Regions from separate parts of the Sus scrofa genome. Here region 1 is linked to region 2. A link is a contact called in public HiChIP or PLAC-seq data. All regions are on one chromosome and are shown on one strand. The core of a region is the stretch at or near the end of the contact, and the rest is flanking DNA. Distances in the headings are between cores, read along the strand shown. Region 1 holds the start of CAB39 (calcium-binding protein 39). Region 2 holds the start of SP110 (sp110 nuclear body protein).

Region 1 (5,447 bases), core at 314-2,813, 270 kb before region 2:
TTGAATATCCGGAAAGCTGTCAAAATCGATCTCAAACTGCATGACGTTCAAGGCACAGAACGTCAGTTCTGTACTGGGCCTCCTTCTCTCCTTTCTTTCATAAGAGCGCCTTTAACATCTCCTAGCTTACATTTCCGGGCCCATGAGTCACTGAGAAATGAGCTCTAAGTTACCCTTAGAATGCCACTCAAATAGCTCCTCTACGGCATTCAAGGATCTGCCCCCCAACTCTTTGGCCTACCCCCCACTGCCCCCCACGACAAACTGCATTATCTACTATTTCCGACTATGCCTTTTTACCTTTGTCCTCTAGCGTTGCTGCTCCTCCAACACACTGCTCCTCTTCTGCAACCCTCCTCTCTCCCAAATCCCATCTGGCCTTCAAGACCCCACTTTGCACAGCCTCGCCCAGGAAGCCTTCAGATTTCTGCTAGGCGGAAGTGATCGATCGGGCCGGTCTTCTCCGGGTACCCTTCTAGCATTTTGTAGTTCTTTCATAGGACTTATCATCTCCTTCCTGGTATCGTAGTCATTTGTGTACTCGCCTTATCACCCACGCCAGAATGTAAGCTCCTCGGGGGAGGGGACCGCGAGCCGGGGTTCACCTTCGAATCCCTCCGGCGCGGACCGACCAGAGCGCCTGCAGGCAGTCAGCGAGCAGGCTGGTTCAACCGACCTCGGGAACGCTCTGGCCGCACAATTCCTAACCAGAAAACAGTTAGGCATCTTCCCGAAATGCAGACCACAGAGATGCTATCTGCCTCCCGATAACAGGAAGTTTACCAGGGGCCAGGAGCAAGGTGGCCGGATCCCTTGCGCGGCGGGAGTGACAGTTGGCCCGGCCCGCACTCGCCTGCCCTCGGGGCTCCGGCCGCGAACGCCCCCATGCCGCCAGCCCCGCCAAAGAACTGCGGAGGGCTTGCAGGAGAGCGTGGCGCCCCGCAGCCCCGGCTGCAGGCCCCTGGGCGCCGAGCCGGCGAGGACGACGAGGGGGGTAGGCTCCGCGAGGGGCCCGGGCCGGGCGGAGAGGGCAGACCGGGCCGCTCCCGCCGATACCGGGCCGGGGCCGCCTCCACCACCCGAGAAAATGGAGGCAGCCCCGGGCCGGTGACGGGCCGGGCAGGGCAGGCGGAAGCCGGGCGGGCGTCCACGCCGCGAGCTGGGTCGGGCCGGGGGTCACTCACGGAGCTGGGCCGGGCGGCTCCCTCTCAGCCTCCGCGTCGTCGCCGTCCCCGTCCTCGGCCGCCGACGCCTCGGGCTGCTCGCTCGGTCCCCGCGGCGCGGCTCGGCCGCTCGGCCCCTCCGTTGTCTTCCGCCCGCTCCTGCTCCCAGCGACAGGATCCCGCGGCGGCGGCGGCGGCTGCGCGGGCGGACGGCGGCCCAGGGGCTCCCGCGGCGGCCGCCGCACTGCTGCGCTCGCTCGCTCTCTTGGGCTGCGGCTACGGCTCTGCTGCGGGGCCCCGCGCCGCCTTCACCCTCGCTTTCGCCCGGCTCCCGGAGGCTCAGTCTCTCCCAGGCCGCGCCGCTCCCCGCTCCCGGCCCGAGCCCGGCTTTGACGTGCGCACTGCGCAGCCGCCGAGGGCGCGACGTCGGGCGGCGCCGCAACGCCCCCTTCAGCCTCGGGCGCCCCCAGGCGGCTGGGCGGACTCGGGCGTAGGAGTCCGCGCTGAGGCCTGAGGCGGAGGCGGCTGGGGGAAAGCGGAAGCAGAGGGGAAGAGTTCCTCTCCTTTCACCTGCCACTGAAGTGTTGGTGCCCAGCCGCTTCTCTGCCTCAGCGCTCTTGCCAGAGGGATCCTAAATCCACTTTGTGCGACCACTTCCTGAACTCTTAACAAAGCTTCGTTTCGGCTAAAGGCCAGGGACCAAGTTGTGCAGATTGATTCCTTCATACTTGCCAGAGACGGATCACTCTCATTTTAACATCCTCCAAGAGAGCGTAGAAAGTGATAGAATGATCACTCTTAATAGGATTCAAAGCCTGGATTTAAACCTCAACTCCACCATTCAGTCACCATAGGCTATTGCCTGACTCCATTCCTATGTTCTTCCACTCTCTCTCTCTCTCTCACACACACACACACACATGCACAAATATAAGAGTACATACAGTACCATAAGTTTATGAGGATGAACGAGACAATGCATTGCAAAGCTCTGACAACAGACTCTGGTACATGAACATGCCACACGTGTACATTTTTGTTTCTTTAATTTGCAATCGAACAGGTGTTCTTGAGTATCTGCTGTGTGCCAGGCACTCTTCTAGATAGTGGAGCAGTGAACAAAAGAGACCCTGCTCCTGAGACAATAAATAAATAAACAGACATATGTATGACATTAGATGCTTTTCAGTGTTATGGAAATTGGGCTAAGGAGGGGAGAGAGTGCAGGCTATTGCTGTTTACAGCGCTCCTGCTGTGAGATATGTGTATGGAAAGGCAGAGGGAACAGCCAGGACAAAGCCCCTCAGGTGGGATACCTTGCAGCAAAACATGACCCCTGGGAAAGGGGAGTGGATGGAGATGAGGGAAGAGGGGAGACCCTATAGGCTAAAGTGAGGACTTTGGCTTTTACTCTGAATGAGATGGGGAGCTGTTTGGAGGGGTTTGAGCAGAGAAAGGATGTGGTCTAATATTTCAAAAGGATAACTCTGATTGCGGTGTGAAGACCAGCCTGAGCGGCCTGAGGGCTTCAGCCAGGACATCAGTTAGAAGTCTTCTGAAATAATCTGGTGATAAGAAGACTGGCAAGACCCAGGATGAAAGCAGTGGAAGCCTAAAGAAGTGGTCAGGTTCTAGACACATTTAAAAGGTAGAGCTGACCTGATGTTGCTGGTCTCTGAGGGGTTTTTTGGTTTGTTTGTTTTCTCAAGCAACTGGAAGATAAAAATTTGGTGAAATGAAGAAGACTCATACAGAAACAGATACAGGAGTTGCTCAGAAATACACTTGGAGGCATATTAAGCTTAAGCTGCCTGTTAGACACCCAAGTAGGAAGCTCACTGTGGAAGTCTGGGGTTTGGGGGAGAGGTCTGGGCTGGAGATAGAGTTGGGGGAGTCTTCAGAGTAAGTAAGATCTCAGGACTCAATGAGATCATTTAGGGAGAGAGTGTTGATAAAAGACAAGGCAAGGATGAGCCAGGGCCCCCAACATTGAAAAGTCAGGTTGATGACAAGGGACCAGCAAAGGATCCTGAGAGGAGCCAGGGTGGCTGGAGGATCTTTATGTGCTGGAAGACGAGTGATAGAAGATGGATCCATGCCTCCAACAGCAGCTCATAGTTCAAGGAAGGTAAGTACTGGTGATTGGTCATTGGTGTCAGTGCCATAGAGGCAACTAGTGGCCTTGGTAAGAGCTATTTCAGCAGAGGTGAGTGGGAAAGCTTGACCAGAGTAGCCTCTAGGAAGAATGAGGCTGTAGAAAGAGGGACCATGAGTGTAAACAACTTTTCTTGACGCTTTGCTGTAAAGGGGAGCAGAGAAATGGGGTGGTAGCTGGAGGGAAATGTGGAGTCAAAACAGATTTTTTTTTTTTTTTTTGCTTTATTTCAGTTTTTGAGAATGAAGCTGTTAGAGCCACCTTAGTTTGCTGATGGGAGTATTCAGTAGTGAGGGAAAATTTGAGGATGACTAGAGCGGGGGTGGGGGCATGTTCTGAAGAGTTATCTTTGAGGGAGCAAGAAGAGAAGGTTGCAGCGCACAGTGGAGGAGTCTGACCTTGGAGACCAGCAAGGTCAAGTTCACTCACCCTAACAGAAGGCCAGCAGCTGCATGGATGAGGGGCTAGAACAGGTGCAGTTCCCTTTGAGGGCTTCTCTTTGCGCAGGGAAACAGGAAGTGAGGTCATCAGCTCAGAGTGTGGAGGGCGAGGAGAAGGGGTAAGGGCCAGTCAGCAGGGTTAGTCTGTGTTTCTCAGAGGCCACATTCTGCTGGGAAGGTGCAAGCCCAGGACAGTGAGGGCTTGGATTCATCCAGGCTTATTTTTGTTTGATAATCCATGAAGAGAAAAAAGGGAAAGAAAGGAGGATATATACAAGGAAGTAGTAATAACAATGGCCGCCCGTGGCCTCCAAGCCAGATGGGAGAGCGTGAGGGATGGGGGGAGCAGTGGGAGGGCAGAGACCCCGCGAAAGTGGTAGTGGGATCTACGGAATGACACGTGAAAGGACCGTAAAATCAGGACAGTGGGCAGAGTGAGCCGGAAAGGAGGCGATGCTGGTGGGAGAGCCAGATTGCCTCCCCAGAGATCATGCAAGGGGCAGTTTCCAGCAAATGACAAGGCCTGGAGTTTCCATCATGGCGCAGTGGTTAACGAATCCCACTAGGAACCATGGGGTTGCAGGTTCGATCCCTGGCCATGCTCAGTGGGTTGATGATCCGGCGTTGTCGTGAGCTGCGGTGTAGGTCGCAGACGCGGCTCGGATCCCGAGTTGCTGTGGCTCTGGCGTAGGCTGCAGCTACAGCTCCGATTCAGCCCCTAGCCTGGGAACCTCCATATGCCGTGGGAAGCGGCCCTAGAAAAGGCAAAAAGACCAAAAAAAAAAAAAAAAAAAAAAAAGAATGACAAGGCCCATCCCCGTACATAGCCTGAGGGTCGTGTTGAAATGGAGATATTGAGTCTATCGGTCTAAGCCTATGATTCTGCATTTCTAACAGGTGGGCAGGAGGATGCCGATTATTCTGGTTATGACCTTGATATAGCAAACCTCAGTAAATGCGACACACACACGAAAACTAGACTAATCTTGCTAGTGAATAAGTATGTATATGAAAAATCTAAGTTAAAAGTATGAGATGTGAGTGAAATAATAGCATGTTAAAAGTCAAGTTCATTCCATCCAAGGACCATTGATCTCAAACATATTAGAAGCTATTAGAAAAACCATAGCTCTCTAGGCTCAGGGAGAAATCAGCTGATGAAAAGTCCTGAACAAAAACAACAACAAGAAAAGTCCTGAACTAGCTGATTCCTGGAGCTATCTTGCTTCTCTCTAGTAACCCGGGAAGGGAAGCACCCCGCCCTCTTGAGTGAGTAGATTGTGAGTTTTATCTTATTTTGACACTTTGTTCAGTAAGAACTTTACCGCCACAGCTGCCTTTTTTTTTTTTTTTTTTCCTTTTTTCTTTTTAGGGCCACACCCGCAGCATATGGAAGTTTCAGACTAGGGGTTGAATCTGCGCTATAGCCTCAGGTCTACACCACAGTTCACAGCAATGCCAAATCCTTAACCCCCAGAGCAGGGCCAGGGAATCCAACCCTTGTCCTCATGGATACTAGTAGGATCCGTTACGGCTGAGCCACAATGGGAAATCCCTTTGGAAAAAAATTAAAAAAGAGTTCCCACTGTGGCGCAGCAGACATGAATCTGACTAGGAACCATGAGGTTGCAGGTTCGATCCTTGTTCTTGCTCAGTGGGTTAAGGATCTGGCGTTGCCGTGAGCTGAGG
Region 2 (4,747 bases), core at 465-2,964:
CAGCTCTGATCGGACCCCTAGTCTGGGAACTTCCATATGCTGCGGGTGTGGCCCTAGAAAAAAGGCAAAAAGACAAAACAAAAACAAAAACAAAAAAATGTGTATGCTGTGTGGGAGCTCCCATCGTGGCTCAGCGGTAATATAATGAACCCGACTAGTAAGCATGAGGATGCAGGTTTGACCCCTAGCCTCATTCAGTGGGTTCAAGATCTGGAGTTGCCATGAACTGTGGTGTAGATCACAGACGCGTCTCAGGTGATCGCAGATGCGTCTCAGATCTGGCATTGCCATGGCTGTGGTAGAGGCCAGAGGCTACAGCTCTGATTCAGCCCCTAGCCAGGGAAATTCCATGTGCTGCAGGTGTGGCCCTAAAAAGACCAAAAAAAAAAAAAAAAGTGCACATTGTGCGTTACCATTTACATAGAAATTTAGTGCAGACAAAACAAATCCGTAGACATAGTGAAAGTAGATCAGTGATTGCCCAGTGCTGGGACTGAGGAGGAAACTATTGGCGAAGGGCACAAGGGGACTTTCTGGGATGATGGAAATGGCCTGTATCTTAACTGTGGTTATGATGACGTTTGTTAAATCGCATCGAAATGCACACTTAAGATGATGCATTTTTATACTCCCATCAAATTGAGCTCGTGCCCACGTATGCTAGCCTTGGTTTCAAGGTTTCTTAGACTCTAGAACTGTGTTTCCCATCTTTTTTTCTGATTTATAAGTGTCCTGTTAGGAGAGGTCCCAAGTACATTTTCAAATCATTGATTTAAGTAAGGTTAAACAGACTTCTTAGAGAAGGATTTCTCACAGTACATATTAGAAATCTTTTTTGTTTTGTTTTGTTTTTGTCTTTTTGCCTTTTCTAGGGCCGCTCCCGCCGCATATAGAGGTTCCCAGGTTAGGGGTCGAATCAGAGCCAGAGCCACAGCAACCCGGATCCGAGCCGCATCTGTGACCCACACCACAGCTCACGGCAACGCCCGATCCTTAACCTACTGAGCGAGGCCAGGAATTGAACCCCAAACCTCATGGATCCTAGCCGGATACGTTAACCACTGAGCCACGACAGGAACTCCACATATTAGCAATCTTTAATAGGATGTTTAGAGGGAGTGTTCCCTGTCTCCCTGGAGCGGCTGTTTTAGAACCTTCTCCTGGCCCCAGTTCTCTCTGGGATCTGCCCACCACTGCAGGATTTAAGTTTCTATTCAGGTTTCTTTTTAAATTTCAATTTTCTTCAGTAATAATTTTATCCTGACAAAGTATAGGCATTTCTGAGTCACCCCTCCCCTTTGTTTTTATTTTTATTTTTTTTAAGTGTGATGATTTCTAGTAAATGGATTCCTTGGTGTAACATCATCATCCCCACAATTAAGCTTAGGGACATTTTCATCACCCCAAAAAGTGTAGGAGGACGAGTCCTAAAGAAACAGAGGTAGGTACAGATGTAAATAGATAGCATAACCCCCCGCCCCAACCACGTCCTTCGGACCGCACGCCCCCTCCTCACAGTACCCTCCTCCCCAGCTGGACCACCTCTCAAACCACCAATCCCACGACCCCCAAGTCCCCTGGGAATCTCACAAGTACCGGGAGGTGCCGAGAAGCTGCGAGAAATGAGGTCTTACCTTCAGCTCTGCACAGTCCGTTCAATGCTTTCACTTTGCTTTCACTTTCCTTTCCTCGGGAAGCCTGGCCCTCACCCTGAGCCCCAAAGCACAGACTTCCTGTTTTGCCTAACCTACCTCCCTGCCCTGCTCCCAGGCTTCCAGAGCCATCCTGGGAGAGCCCCTGGACCTGGAAAGGGAAAGGAACAGATGGCAGTCTCAGTATCCAGGTGGGTTTTTTTTGCCTCGGCTGCTTTATTCAGCTTTTGGTGATTGGCTTCCCCAGGTCCTGTTCTGGCCGCAGCAGCAGGGTGAGGCTCTCTCTCTCTCTCTCTGTAAAATTCCGTTTTCCAAAGAGATAGAGAGGGTGGGTGGGACTTAATAGGAGACTGTTAAAAAGAAGACAGAAGAACCGGGGAAGCAAACACACAACTCCCCCACCCCCAAATTCTAGCCTGTTATTGCAAACGGAGCTTGAGATTTCCTCTGTACTTCCTTGTCCGTGCAGTGACCCTGCCTCTGCCCCAACCAGGCAGCTCATTCATTATTCATAGTACAAGGGACCCGAGGGAGCTGGGACACTCGTGGGAAAGAGAAAACAAGGAGAGTGCATTTAATTTCCTCTCTCACATATCAACTTCTTAATATTTTTTCCTTAAGCACATTCATGATTATTTTCTTGAAATAAATTCCCAGAGTCAGGGAGATGATCTAGAAACAAATGCAGAGGGACTTTCAGGATGCTGTTAAGCACAGCATTGTGTCAGGCAGACAGTTTGCTTTTTAAAAATGTATTTGTTATGATTACTTTTCCCATTCTTAGTGAATACGCTTTTCAAAAAAAAAAAAATTCCTAGAAGTGGAATTTAAGACTCAAGGGCATACAAATTTTAGGAGATTTGATAAGGATTACTAAATTAACCTCTAGCAGTGTCTCTGATTGTTTTCTATCTTGGCCAGTTTGGTTGGCAAACATGTTATCAGATTGTCTTTGCCCTGTTCTGACCTGACCTCTAGCAAGTTGCCGTGTTTGTCATACATTCATTGTACATTTGACTTAATTTCTTGTTTATGCCTTTCCTTTTCTTTTTCTCGCTGATATTTATCTTTACTTATTGATTTTTAAGATTCTTGTGCATAATACAAACCTGAACACTCACGTACGGGACGCAGTATCCTGCACTGGTGAGAAGAGGGGCTTTGGTCAGATGAGTCCGCTTTGCCCATGAATACCTCGGGCTAGTTAATGAACCTCTCTGTGCTTCGCCTTCATCCCTGGCAATTGTAGCAGATGAAGAGTGAGGAACACGGCAGGTGTTTTGCTCAGAACGCTGTAGTAAAATTAGTCATCCGGGGCCCCTTCCTCTTCCTAGCATGTGACCATCCTGACCTTTTCTGGCTCTGAATTGATTTTTGCCCCACATTTCCCGTGCAGATGGTAAACAGCAGACTTCTTTCCCATCTCTTCTCTGTCCTCCAGGATTTCTTCATGATTATAGACCCCCTACGTCTCTTCTTGTGGTTGCCAGTACTGTTGTGGATTATTGTTTTTGATAACATTTTTTTTTTCTGTTAAAGTGTTCAGGAATGAGGAAAAAGAGACAGGAGTGCTTAACCTGCCACTGGGATTAAGTCCCTAGAAATAGTCATGAATTATAGCTCAACTTTCTCTTTGACATCAAATGGAAAAATGGGATCTGTGTTTTATTCCATAAAAATCTCTAGGTTATTCCATTTTTTGTTAGTGCTTTCCCTTTTCTTAACCATTTGTCAATAGGGTAATAGGTATGTTCGAGTTCCCGTCGTGGCTCAGTGGTTAGCGAATCTGACCAGGAACCATGAGGTTTCAGGTTCGATCCCTGGCCTCGCTCAATGGGTGAAGAATCCGGCAGTGCCGTGAGCTGTGGTGTAGGTCGAAGATGAGGCTTGGATCTGGTGTAGGCCAGCAGCTACAGCTCTGATGAGACCCCTAGCTTGGGAACCCCCATATGCCACAGGTGTGGCCCTAGAAAAGGAAAAAGATGGGGAAAAAAATGTAATAGGTACCTTTTCTAGGAGTTCCTTTCGTGGCTCAGTGGTTAACGAACCTGACTAGGAACCATGAGGATGCAGGTTCAATCCCTGGCCTCACTCAGTGGATTAAGGAACCAGCATTGCCTGTGAGCTGTGGTGCAAGTCACAAATGAAGCTCAGATCCCACGTTGCTGTGGCTGTGATGAAGGCCAGCAACTGTAGCTCCGATTTGACCCCTAGCCTGGGAACTTCCACATGCTGCAGGTGCAGCCCTAGAAAGCAAAAAAAAAAAAAAGAATGTCATGTCATAGGTACATTTTCGGATAATTGCTTACTAATATTTTCTCATGGCCTAAAAATGGTCAATATTTATAAATGCCAGCTGGGCAAGGGAAGAGACGCTTGCCTGTTCTGAGATGTGAAATTGATACATTAAATATATCAGGCACCTCACCTTTACTAATCATGCCTTTCACATCCTTCATGTTCTTGTTTATATTAGGCCTGTTTGTAGGCAGAGATTGTAGGTGGTTTTATGAAGTTTCTAAATATTATCAGGTTTCCAACTCTCTACCCATCTTTGGGTGGTCCCTTGGCATGAGCATTGGTAATGTATATACCTTAGGCTGAGTCCCAGTCTTGGTTAGCTCAGTTCACTGTAGCCACAGCTCATGCTTATGACTGTACGCCTGGAACCAGGAAGTCGGAGTTTGTTCCTCTTTAACCACTTTCAAGTTTTGCAGTTTAGGGCAAGTTATTCAACCTCTCTATGTCTCAGTGCCCTTGGCGGTATAAATAGGTGCAATCAAAATTGAAAGCATTTTGCGAAGACCAAACAAGTATGTAAAACCCTTAGGAAAAAAGTCTGCCGCATGGGAACCAGTCAGTAGATAGTAGCTCTGTTTAATCCTGCCTTAGAGTAACCAGCAGCCCCTTTGGGATTTCAGCATTGTATTATTAGTCACTTTCAGCCTCTGTTGTTGCTGGGCACTTTCACTTCTGCCCATACCCCTGCATCGTTCCAGCAGGTACGGCTTTGCAGACTGCTAAGGGATGCCTTCGGGACCAAAATGCTGGTCTTCAGATGCCTCTGCAGCACAGAGCATGGCTCCCCAAACTCT

Evidence for each region. HiChIP or PLAC-seq counts read pairs in DNA pulled down with a chosen protein or histone mark.
Region 1: an H3K27ac HiChIP or PLAC-seq map of alveolar macrophages shows a contact between it and region 2. The contact joins the promoter of CAB39 here to the promoter of SP110 in region 2. A contact is called at or near these places in 1 of 5 promoter capture datasets (liver) and 1 of 2 datasets of contacts at active chromatin or transcription factors (alveolar macrophages).

What each region holds. Positions count from the first base shown.
Region 1 is chr15:131,488,691-131,494,137 of Sscrofa11.1, reverse strand. CAB39 (calcium-binding protein 39) reads right to left here and starts at 1,563. Exons shown (of 9, transcript XM_021075733.1): 1 at 1,185-1,563.
Region 2 is chr15:131,223,510-131,228,256 of Sscrofa11.1, reverse strand. It overlaps SP110 (sp110 nuclear body protein), which reads left to right and starts at 1,714. Exons shown (of 17, transcript XM_021075649.1): 1 at 1,714-1,843. The coding sequence starts at 1,824. SP140 (nuclear body protein SP140) reads right to left here and starts at 2,952. Exons shown (of 25, transcript XM_021075644.1): 1 at 2,762-2,952.